2 separate regions of the Oryctolagus cuniculus genome follow, and region 2 is linked to region 1. Evidence: chromatin contacts called from public Hi-C data. All regions are on one chromosome and are shown on one strand. Each heading gives the region's core, a stretch centred on a gene start, on an enhancer-like site or on the middle of the called end of the contact. The rest is flanking DNA. Distances are from core to core; before and after follow the strand shown. Region 1 overlaps KLF6 (KLF transcription factor 6). Region 2 has its middle 180 kb from the start of KLF6.

The links. Hi-C and Micro-C count contacts between places; a contact is called where the count stands out from the background.
Region 2: a Hi-C map of skin fibroblasts shows a contact between it and region 1, with 4 times the contacts expected there. The contact joins two enhancer-like sites. A contact is called at or near these places in 2 of 6 Hi-C or Micro-C datasets (psoas muscle and skin fibroblasts).

The regions. Positions count from the first base shown.
Region 1 is chr13:92,842,488-92,848,618 of mOryCun1.1, reverse strand. It overlaps KLF6 (KLF transcription factor 6), which reads right to left. Exons shown (of 4, transcript XM_002720810.5): 4 at 3,253-6,131. Among named protein-coding and RNA genes, the nearest start is that of KLF6, 9.0 kb to the right of the region's middle. Within about 2 kb of position 3,113, at least 4 of the 8 cell types and tissues checked have an H3K27ac peak or open chromatin away from gene starts, as enhancers often do.
Region 2 is chr13:93,016,726-93,022,856 of mOryCun1.1, reverse strand. No RefSeq gene overlaps it. Among named protein-coding and RNA genes, the nearest start is that of KLF6, 180 kb to the right of the region's middle. Within about 2 kb of position 3,331, at least 1 of the 8 cell types and tissues checked has an H3K27ac peak or open chromatin away from gene starts, as enhancers often do.

The DNA of each region.
Region 1 (6,131 bases), core at 1,864-4,363:
AACACAGAGAAACGACACTTGGGTAATGCTGCTCGGTTTTAGAGGGAGTAAATTGACAATGTCAGTGCATGTCATTAAGCATCTTGCACATCTGGAAGCAAGTCTTGCACAATCCAAATGAAATGTGGTAATACGAAACTTCAGAATTGAGGAGAACAGAACTGTTTAGTGGGAACACTCAAGTCACCTATAAATGTGCTTTGTCATAGACAAAGGACAGATCTTAGGAAAATGATAGTATGTGGCATAATGTGCAGTTAGCCTTATCTAAGCACTTGAACTTTGAAAAAAAAAAATGTTGCTTGTTTGTGGCAGATTTGAGTCCAAGGATCTTAGGGAACAATTTCAGTGATCATGGTCCTGAGATGTCTATATATTATCTATCTCTCTATCTGATGATTGACCTATCTACACAGATTACATAAAGGAAGGTATGTGCATGGGTTAACATCTGGAGTATGGAGAGAATCATTTAGACAGTGGGCATTCTGGTTAAATCTGTCTTTTACTGAAAGTCCTGCAGTGACTCTTCAACCCAGAATGGCTTCAACCAGGCCATGTGGGACCCAGATTTGCTCTCTTCTTTGTTCAGAGAATTCTCATTAAGATTACTTAGAGTGAAACAGAAAGACCTTGCTATAAAATAAATCTAGTTAAATACACTTTGTTGTATTGCCTCATTTGCGTGATGCATGGACCTAATTTTCCTCTCTTTGTATCTTAACTATGTACATTAGGTGATTCCTGCCAATTAATGCAGTATGTCACATCCCCAATTGCTTTCTGTGTATTCTTAAACATTAAAAATAAATACGTGCCATCTGTCTCATATCTTGAAAGCAATTCAAAATGGTTACTTTTGTTTTCTCAGTATTACAGCACAGTTTATGGCTTTAGTGCTTCTGAATTGTGAGAAAGCTCAGTCTCCATCTCATAAATGAAACATCATTGTAGGATGAGTCCTACAGATTGAACAGAAGATACTCATGAGAGGTTGGGCAAGACAAAAAACAGGGTAGGACGCTGATTGGAAAATGTGATCTTTGGCATCCAAGAGGCTTGTACCAGACACTGATCCTGCTGCTTCCTAGCTGAGTGAAGGGAAAATGATATAGCCACTGAAAGCCTCAGCTTTCCTCATCCACAAAATGGGTTTTATAGTTGCTGTATACCGTATTACTACAAGCAATATGTACATAAGACATATCGCCTCCCAAATCCTGATTAAGGCATTTAGTAGATATCGACATCTTCATTGTAATCATCAAACTTTGTGCAGGGAACAATTCAGTTTGGAAAGGAGAATTATTAAAAAATAACTTAAGGGGGCATAATACTAAAACATAAGAAGGGAATTATGTATAAGAGCTGTTCTCTCTCTACAGCAATTAAAATATAAGAGCGAGAAGCTTCTCTTGAACTGTCTCCATTGTTCTTTGAGCAGAGAGGGGCTAGCCACTTCGACATGGAAAGAGGTTGGTGAATTGTGGAAACGCAGAAAACCTTGGATCCACTTACAGCTACAAGAGTACCTTTCAAAGAAGTTGTGTTATGTTTGCTGTCTTTACTTTCCAAATGGTGTGTCATAAAGCACCAAATGCCCGCATAACTTAACTGTGAAGGGAGAAGGTCAACCTGAGGATATTTTTTCCATTTTTTAGAACAATTTTCTTCAATGATACTTTCTCCTGTAGCACACGAGAAAGCTTTCTAGATCTAAACCAAGCACCCTGAAGATAGTGAGTGTGTAATTTGAAGTCCACCCTGTACTCAGAGACCACAGAATTGTAGTGCTATAGAAAATGCTAGACATGTGTGACCTAGCCCAAACTATTTTAGCAAGAAGCCAACTGAGGCCCATGTGGCTCAGCGTGCTGTCCGAAAGCACACAGCTCATTAGAGCTAGAACATTTCCTTTCTTTTAGTTAGTTTTCAAAAAATTTGTTAGGCGGACTGAAATATTTTAGACTTCTATAAATAATCTAGTTTTGCAGCTCATTCCCTGTGCGACAGTTCTGTTAACGGCCTTATTTGAACATAACTTAGCTGTTCGGCATAGCCTTTGCATGACAAAGTGGTCAAGTCTTTATAGTAGCTGAGAATGCATTATCAGGACTTTATTTAGACTGTACAGTTAGGGCAATCCAACTATTAGTCATCTTGACATGTGCTTCGGAACACACACACCCATGAATCCTGGCAAAAATGTCATCTGCTCCCTGCACCGTGCCCCACCACAACTCCTTCCAAACTGGTGGTGTTGTTACCATAGTTAACGAAAGAAAACGACCTAAAACTCCTAATGTGGGCATGCCTTTAAACCGTCTCTTCCCAATTACAGAACTCCACGTTTGCCCAAATGAAGATCTAGTAGGATGGGGAGCATTGCGCGCTGAAGCCACCTTAAACAGAGGGCACCCTTACCGTCAAGATATGAACGGAGCTCATTCCCACAGAAACACGCATTGATTTTACCCTGTCACTACTGAGCGGGCTAATAGAGTCTGAAAATGGACTGCAAGATGCATCAATCCAAGCTGATGCACGCAGTAATGTAAGACTGAGACTGACATCAAAAGCTACCCACTAGAACAGTCTTAAAAGACACAAAGCTGTGTATTTCATGTTCAAATGGTAGACTTAAGGCATCCCATTGGCCTTTAGAAGATGTAAAAATCCTCTGGTGCTATGATCTTTTACTTTCTGTGTTAATAGCACAGGCTGGGTGATAACGAAGAACAGGTTGAGGAAGGGCATGGGAAAGGCTTTCCTGCCTGCGATCACACTCACTCCTCCCAGACACTCCTCAGCCAGGTGTGTGGCCGAGCCAGGTGAGGGAAGGCACGTCCGGCTCTCACTGCTTAGCCAGAGCAGGGCTGCGGCTAAGTGGGAAGTGAAAGGGAGTCACTGGGGTTTGTCATTGTGCGGATGCCTCTGTAATACATTCCCCTGGCTGGAGTGACAGGAAGATAAAACGCAGCAAGTGTTTTCCTCCTGTGCCCCAAAGCTGCGTTGTGGTTTTGTCAATCTCTGGAGAACACTGGAGGCAGTTCAGAGAGAGTGTGTCAGGCTCCTCACTGCAGGTCCCAGGACGGGCTCTGGTGAGCAGAGAGGAAGGGACTGAAATAGGCAAATGGCCCTTAGGGTTGCACAATGGAAATCTCCAGGAGGAAGCCAAGATGATTAATGCCACAGGAATTTGTTTCAACATCCTCCCTCCCACCTCCCCCAGAAAAACAACCAGACTCAAGATGCTGATAAGAATTCTTTTATGTTATTCCAATAAAAAATACATTCATACAGAAATATAACAATCTTGCAAAAAACAATTTCAAATAAAATCTTGTAAAACAAAATTTTACAAAAATCTTACAAAGATTCTTTAGAGAACAGGGTGCTTCCAAAAAAAAAGAAATTTCACTAATAGAAATTTTTTTTTTAATTTCAAGCAAAAAAGTTTCTGCTTGATTGAGGCTCAGTTATCACCTGAACAGAATGTACTTCTTTATGCACTTGCTTATTATGAAAATTACAGGCATTGACATATATGGCACCCAGCCCCACCCAGTTAAACAACCCCAATGGTGTTTCATAAGTGAGACAAGCCAGTGCAAGTGTTTTTTTTTTGTTTTTTGTTTTTACTGTCTTTTGTTTGCCGTCTTGCTTAATGGAATTGTTATGGCTAAGCACACAGCAGGGCCAAAAAAGGAGTTTTCCAAAACCCAGCAAATCAAGGGCTTGGATTTTGAATAGCCAAAAGAAAAGTGCATTTCCCCCCTAAAAAAAATGAAAGGAGTTCTCTAGGTAAATGTGTTAATCAGCCAGATAAAAAACCAGTTAGGTGAGCTTTAATCATTGCCCATTTCCAGGAAGATCAAACAAAATACCAGCTCAGCCAGACTCACGTGTGTGTGTGTGTGTGTGTGTGTGTATAAAGATCCACACCCACAAGCCAGCAGCTGGATGAAATATCAGCTGTCCATGCTGTGGTATGCCAATTCGGGGAAATTACTTCCGGAAAAACTGGGAGAATCCACATGCTGAGAAAAAAAAAATAGCTTCATCTGCATAAAAAATGTTCTAAAAAAGATTCCCTGTGATTAGCTTACCCTTAGGTTAAATGTTCTAATAAGGCTGAAATTCAAAATCAAAACCTTAGTGTGTCTGAGTTCAACAAGTGTGCCAGTATTGTGTTCACGCCACTTCTGAATGGCCAAAGGTACCCTATTCCAGACCTGCCAACACAGACGAGTAGGCTGGCAGTTTGGAATAGATTCAACGCCAAGAAAGCCTTCAGCAAATCATTAAATTAAAGATAAAGCCTCTATAAAAGTTATAGTTTTCATTTTTTACCTCCTTTATGGCCATTTTGAAATATTTCTTCACAGGCTGTAGAGTTTTCTAGCTAAACATTCTAGCTTCTCCTTAAAAAAAATATTTATATATTATCTATATATATAATATATATACACATACACATACTGTACACACAAATATACATACACAAGAATTCCGCCCACTTTTTAAAAGTAGTATACTTTCTGTATTACCAACAGATAGCTAGATAGATATGTGAAACTTGTGCCTTTTAAGCAAATACACTGACTTTTTTTATACTTCTGTATCTTTTAATATGTGTGAAAATGTTACATATTAAATACAGCCGGTGTGATCTGTACACTTGGTGTGCAAGGTCTATATGAAAGTGTCATGGTGGCAGAATTGGTCAGATTTGTCAGTCATCGCGTGTTTTCCATCTCAACACTGACAGTCAAGTTGTGTAAATATTGAACAAATACTGACGTTTTAAGGGAGTTTTCATCTGCTTGTCTTTGTGAAGGAGGACCTCAGAGAGAATTTTTTTTCTGTATTATACATGGATACAGTACAATGCCAGGTGAAAAAAGAGCCTTAATAAAGCATGCATCACCCTTACCCCTGTATGAGACCCCCAATACGGGGTCACTTGCATAAGGCACCATTATGAAGGTCAACAGTGCATTAACAGCTAGAAAACCAGAAATTAGTCCTCAAGGCATAAATAAGAGAAACATAGCTGCATGAGAAAACAGTTTCTAAGCTTTAGTGGTTTTATCCACCCAACTGAGAAAATTTTTAGCTTCTTAGCCTAATGTACCATTAGACCAGCAATTTCTAGCCCAGCTTTTGGACACTCAACACATGTCCAGTTTCTTCAAAGGGCATCACAAAATTCTCCAAAAAGTTAATTCAAATTCAGAATCATTTAAAAAATAATCCTATGCTGCACAATGCCTTTCGAGAAGGGAGTGTTACAAAATTGAAGGGGGAAAAAAATTGTGTCTTGCCAGGCCCAGATGGCTAGGGATCGCTGTAATAGACAAACTGTATCTTAGCTGCTCCTTAACTGGAATCAAGATTGCAGTCTTGGTTTAAAAATGGAAAAGCATATAGTTTCCCCAGACCATGCATGACTCGTTGTATTATAAGGAAAAGTTATCATTGTGTTATATTTGTAAATACACAGCTTATACAATGGGTTACAAATGAGCTCCGTTGTAGCAAGTGAAACAAGCTACTTGACACATTGCACGTTTTAATAGCTGCACCAGACATCAAGAGTCCCTCTCATACAAAACAAGGGGGAGGGGGTCCCCCTCTCCACATCACTCGCCACTCTGGGGTCCTGAGTTCCCACTCCCACCCTCCAAGTTTTTCTTTCTTTTTTTTTTCTTTTTATTTTTTTTGTGTATTTTTGTTGTTGTTGTTTTTTATTGTTTTGTTTTTTTTTTTCTTTTCTAAGGTGCGGACACCCTCCCAGGAAATGATTGGTGGTCGTCTCATCTCATGGTATATTCCTTACACACAAAACATTCAAACTACTTTTTTTCTGTCTCTTGCAGTTTGGCGCCACAAGGAAAAAAAGTCTGCCTCATCATACAATCAGTAATAGATCCTCAACATACAGTCAACCCAACCATTAACATTCTCAGTGCGCATGCTCACAGCAAAGGCTTAAGAACCACTCGGAAGGTTAGGTACCAGTGGCGAGTCCAGGGTCACCCAAACACCACGCACCACAGGTGCTATGCCGCTTCCTCCATGACTTTTTAGCCCTCGAAAGACCTTCCAAGGAGAGGCCCTGGAGGCAA
Region 2 (6,131 bases), core at 2,082-4,581, 170 kb before region 1:
AGATGAAAATGAACATCAGCTGGGGCCTTTCTACCTCAACACTGGCCCCTTGTGTGTTCCACAGGATCTTGTATGTCTCATTATTCATCAATGAATCTGTTACACTTCCCAAGCTGCTCCTCTGTGCTACCGTGAATCTCCCTCAATTTGGATTAAGTAAGGTTGTTGAATGGTGTCACCTTTGGCAAGATCTTATGGAAAGCCAGACAGAGTGGAAAAGCCAGCGGTCAGGGCAGGTGTTTCTTACTTTCTGCCACAGGAGGATGGGAAACCAAGAGCTTGGGGCAGGTGGAGCCTTTGGGGGGTGAGGGGTTACATGGAGAAAACATCACATAGAGGAAGGCACTTGAATTTGAAGTGTGACCCCATTGGTACCAGTCCACCCATGTGAAGGCCTGAGCTCTGGAGGAGGTATACAGTAGGCAATAAGGAGTGCATGAAGGAAGGACTTGGGCTTTAACATTCAAGCTCCACTGAGTGCAGGAACTGCAGCACCCTTGTACCCTACCGATGCCACCCCTCTCCTGCTGACTTCGCCATACTCGGCATCTGAGATGAGGTACATTTTGTGAGAAGACTTGAGCGGCTGCCCCCTGCAATCTCTGATTGTCTGCTTTCCTGCCCTAGCCAAGAAGCTCAGGAGGTTTAAATGGGAGTGGACAGAGCCAGCAACTCCGTGTAGGGATAAACCTGCTTCTAGTGCTAGATGCCCAGGAACCAAGCCTGTGGGCACAGAAGGCAAGGTTCCCAGTCTGTGACACACGCCTTAATCTGCTAAGTAACATAGTGAGAATAGATAAGTGCAGGAGGTAATTTCCACGTGTAATTTATTTTTATTTATTTTTTTATTTTTTGACAGGCAGAGTGGACAGTGAGAGAGAGAGACAGAGAGAAAGGTTTTCCTTTTGCCGTTGGTTCGCCCTCCAATGGCCGCCACAGCCGGCACGCTGCGGCCGGCGCACCGCGCTGATCCGATGGCAGGAGCCAGGCACTTATCCTGGTCTCCCATGGGGTGCAGGGCCCAAGGACTTTGGACCATCCTCCACTGTACTCACTGGCCACAGCAGAGAGCTGGCCTGGAAGAGGGGCAACCGGGACAGAATCCTGCGCCCCGACTGGGACTAGAACCCGGTGTGCCAGCGCTGCAAGGCGGAGGATTAGCCTAGTGAGCTGCGGCGCCAGCACGTGTAATTTTTTAAAAACAGGAAATGTGCCTATGAAACATCACAAATCTATCAGACAATACGAAGATTGAACTCAGATTGCAAGGTAGGTGTTAGTCTTATCCCCAACACCATCTAATAGAGTGATTAAACTCTTTCCCTGGGGAATTGCTCTCATATACTTCCATGGTTTACAAATGCTTCAGAAGAAAGCTGATGGGCAACAGGAGCAGCTACAGATTGAGTATCTACTATGTGCCAAGGGCTTGATATAATTTATGTCATCTAATTTTCATAACAGCCCTGTGTGGCATTGTGAAATTAAGTAATTTGACAAAGTTGCAAGTGCAGTAAATGATTATAATGGATATTTCTCTCTGCCCAGTATTTCTTTCCCTCTTCTTCTGCTAACATAATCCTGTAACTCGGGGAACTGTCTCCCCCACTCATATAGAGCCTCTGATTGAAATTGTACCCTATCATGCACTGAGCGTGGGGGTGGGCATGCAGTCAGAGATTGGCCAATTATGTGCTCTTTTGGCTATAACGATTCATTCAGAGATAAGCATGTGGCTTTGATCTAACTCATCATCATCCTCCCTGAGAATTCATACATGACCAGCTAGACAGGCACGTGCTCTTTTTTACTGAGTTGTCAGGCTAAGGTGGGGGAACCTGTCCACAACTCAACCCCCCCTTAATCCCCTGTAGTTAGCTCATCTGCATCTGTCTCAAGGCAGAATGAAACCACACGGAGATAAAAGGGAAGGAAGGAAGAGGCTCCTTGCTCTTTTTTACCAAAATAGCCAGGCCAGCTCTACTCCTTGCCTTCTCAGTGACAAAAATATAATTTCCCTTCTCCGATTAAGCTAGCTTGCACTAAATTTTTATCATTCACCACTAGTGTATTGGCTGGACCATGGGTAGAGCTGGAAGTTGAATCTTCCTATATCCCTCTGACTCCAGTTTGTAAACATTGTTTTGCCCTGAGAAGAGGAAATACAAGTTAGTGCCATTGTCATCTAGAGATTTTCCCCCATAGCTCCGATTTTGGGGCCAGACCTCATGAAATCACACCCAGGTATTGTCTCCTAGGCTATGACCTAACCTGAGTCTTCTGTTCAGTTGGGTCTGTAGGAGGGTAGATGATGGTTTACCTTCCATCTACTATAGAGGACTAGTTAAGTCTTTAACTTCTCAAGTGGTTATATATCCTCCCATCCTGACCTCCACCTACAAATCTAGGTTTTTCAATCATTTATTAAAATGAATAGAAAAGCATAACATTTCTTACTGAGTAAAAATATTTTTCTTACTCACCATAAATTAAAGGAATTTGTTCCAGTTTGTATTGTTCCTTACCAAATATATACACTTACTCACACATGTATACAGGTACAGATTTGTACACACATATGTGTTTAGTGAAATCACATTAAATTGTCAATTAAAGGTACCCTTACATCAGAAAATAAATACAATGATGGCATCCTGAAGTTAATCCAGGCATAGGGAAACATAAGAGACATGGAGGAAAAAAATAAGATTCATGGTTACCAACCTCTTTTTGAATATAAGTCACAAACATTGTATAGAAACTGCCTTCTACTGTCATTTGCCCTTCATCTTGGTGATGTATTTGAGTCTCAGCTCCATCTAACCTCCAAAATCGAGAGCAGTTCCCAAAATTTGTCTGTGTTTACATCATTTTGGGAGCTCATTAAAATGAATTTTTTTTATTGTAGTGTCTCTGGGAGGAGAACCGGGACTTTGCTTTCCTAAATAAATCCTAGGAGCTCAGATGTGTGTGATTCGCTGAACAGCTTTAAAGTCCCGCCTACAGTGATGATCTGCGTTCCTCGTCCTTTTGCTTTTTTTTTTTTAAGGATTTATTAATTAATTTATTTATTCAAAAGTCAGAGTTACATAGAGAGAAGGACAGGCAGACAGACAGACAGACACACACACACACACACAGAGAGAGAGAGATAAACAAAGAGAGAGAGATCTTCCATCTACTGGTTCACTCCTCACATAGCCAGGCTAACGCCAGTAGCCAGGAGCTTCATCCAGGTGTCCACTGGGTGGCATGGGCCCACACGCTTAGACCATCTTTTTCTGCTTTGCCCAGCCATTAGCAGGGAGGTCAGTTAGAAGTGGAGCAGAGGGGACCTGAACTGGCTCCCTATTGGATGCCAGCGTCACAAGCAGTGACTTAACCCGCTATGCCACTGCGCCAGCCTCGTCATCTTCTGAGGCTGGATTTTGTGCTTTCCTTATCTCATGCAGTGGTGGACTGTCTCAGGATAACCCAGACACATGTCTTTTTTTATTTTATTATTTTAAATTTCTCTGGCTAATTATTTCCCTATCCTATTAATTATGACTTTTATATTTCCCCCAAACTTGTCTCCCATGTCTATTTTGCAATAGAAGTGCTACTGGTAGACAAGCTGATGAATCACAGTTGGGCTAAATTATTTCCCTCCTTGGATTTGTTAAAACGTCTGGGAGTTTTGGCAATGGAGACTGAGATGGCTGAAGGATTCCGTCATACATGACTGGGTGTATAAAACTTTGTTTTCTACTGGCATTAGATGTTTGTCCTAATCATGAAGTAATAAGGAAGAGGCCTACCTTATTACTACTGAGAACTGCATTTAGTTATAAAAGAACAGTAATAATTGATAAAACAGGAACAGATTTCCAGAATGATAGCTTTTGGCATATTTCCTCATCATTACTATCACATTTTATCTTTGTTGTTTATCTGCAAAAGCTGTTTTGGTATCGGTTCTCTTCTGAGTATTAGGAGACTATCTTGTTATAATCTACTTGCCAGGACTTGCTTCATTGCTGGCATAGTTGATCTATAGCTCCCCATGTTAGATGTTGGCATTGCTTCTTGTAACGTCTACGTATAAGTAGCAAATGATCTTCACAAATGCAAGGTATGCAGATATAGGAGCCAAAGATCTCGGTAGATTTCTTGTTCTCTCTCTAGGGTATCGGTATAAAGTACACTTAGTAAAAATTTTTGAATTAGAAAGTAGTATCTCTGATCCTGAATAGACTACACTTGTTAGAGGTCCAAGCAAGGTCTAGAATCTATCTTATTTTTTTAGTATCCTAAGTATCTAGCATAGTGCCCCAGGTAGTTGCTATAACAATATACATCCTAAATAAATAAGTCCTAAATATTTCTGTAGTATTAATATAAAGATCATACTAGCAACAAAGAGAAAATCTTGCTAGCATTGGGAATAACATTGATTTATAAATAATGTCACATCTCTTGCATAAAGAACTATGGACATTTAATAAAGTGACACCATATGATTTTCTAAAGTTACCAAAAGTTGATTACAATCAAGGTGTTTCGTGCCTGACAAAATAAGAATTGTTTTTCTTGTTTGACATAACTACAGGTACTGCTTGAGATCATGGGCATCAGGTTTTTTCATGAAGTAGCTTTTGCCTACCATCAAGCCATCTTTATGTGTGTGTGCCATTTAGGACAGGAACAAAAAAGAATGCAGGCTATACATCTCAGCTGAATGTATGTCCAACAGCAATATGTTTATAAGAAAATGCCTTATGTACTAATTTTTATAGCATCTAAGCATACTGTAGTAACCTGTTTATTTAAAATATGTGGTTAATTTTTAGTTACTTTTACAATTTCCAACCAAATGCACTGTACTTTTATGTATTCATTGTGAAGACTTTTTCATAGGAACCATTAAGAAGACAAACTGGAGGTATTATCAGTACTTATGGTTTCTTATACACATTGTGCTACTATAAATTTTTTTTGACAGGCAGAGTGGACAGTGAGAGAAAGAGACAGAGAGAAAGGTCTTCCTTTTCCATTGGTTCACCCCCCAGTGGCCACTGCAGCCGGTGCACGGTGCTGATCCGAAGCCAGGAGCCAGGTACTTATCCTTGTCTCCCATGGGGTGCAGGGCCCAAGCACTTGGGCCATCCTCCACTGCCCTCCTGGGCCACAGCAGAGAGCTGGCCTGGAAGAGGGGCAACCAGGACAGAATCCGACGCCCCGATCGGGACTAGAACCCGGTGTGCCGGCGCCGCTAGGCGGAGGATTTGCCTGGTGAGCCGGCTGTGCTAATGTAAATTTAAAATGACCTGAAAAGCTCTTCTGATCTCAGATATCTCAGAACAGACAGCAGTTTAGTCACCAGATTCGAGTAGAATGGAGTAACTGAGAATATTTTCATTTACAGAGCAAATATTCATAAAAATGAGAAGCTAGAACAGAAAACCACTTAAGCAAGACTTCAGAAATTGACCTTTTTGAATAGTTTGTCTTAAGGTGTTTAAAAATGTTAACTCTATGTAAGGAAAATTCTTCTGCTACAAATAAAATTACACTTTACAAAAAAAAAAAAAAAGAATTAAATAAGAGTGGAGGCCAGCACTATGGTGTAGGGGATAAAGCCACCACCTGCAGTGCTGGCATCCCATATGGGCGCTGCTCCATTTCCAATCCAGCTCTCTGCTATGGCTTGGGAAAGCAGTTGAAGATGCCCCAAGTCCTTGGGCCCCTGCACCCATGTGGGAGACCTGGAGAAACTCCTGGCTCCTGGCTTCGGATTGGTGAAGCTCTAGCCATTGCTGCCATCTGGGTAGTGAACCAGTAGATGAAAGACCTCTCTCCCTCTCTGTCTCTCTCTCTCTCTCTCTCTCTCTCTGCCTCTACCTCTCTGTAACTCTGCCTTTCAAATAAATAAATCTTTAAAAAAGAATTAAACAAGAATAAGCATATATTCAGACAACCAAGTTCTTAGTACTGTACTTCTTTATTGTATACACTTTTCATAAACTTTTTTTAAGTATTCTTTTCTTTTTATTTATTTATTTGACAGGTAGAGTTACAGACAGGGAGAGAGACAGAGACAGAGAGAAAGGTTTTCCTTCTGTTTGTTCACTCCCCAAATGGGCCAACGG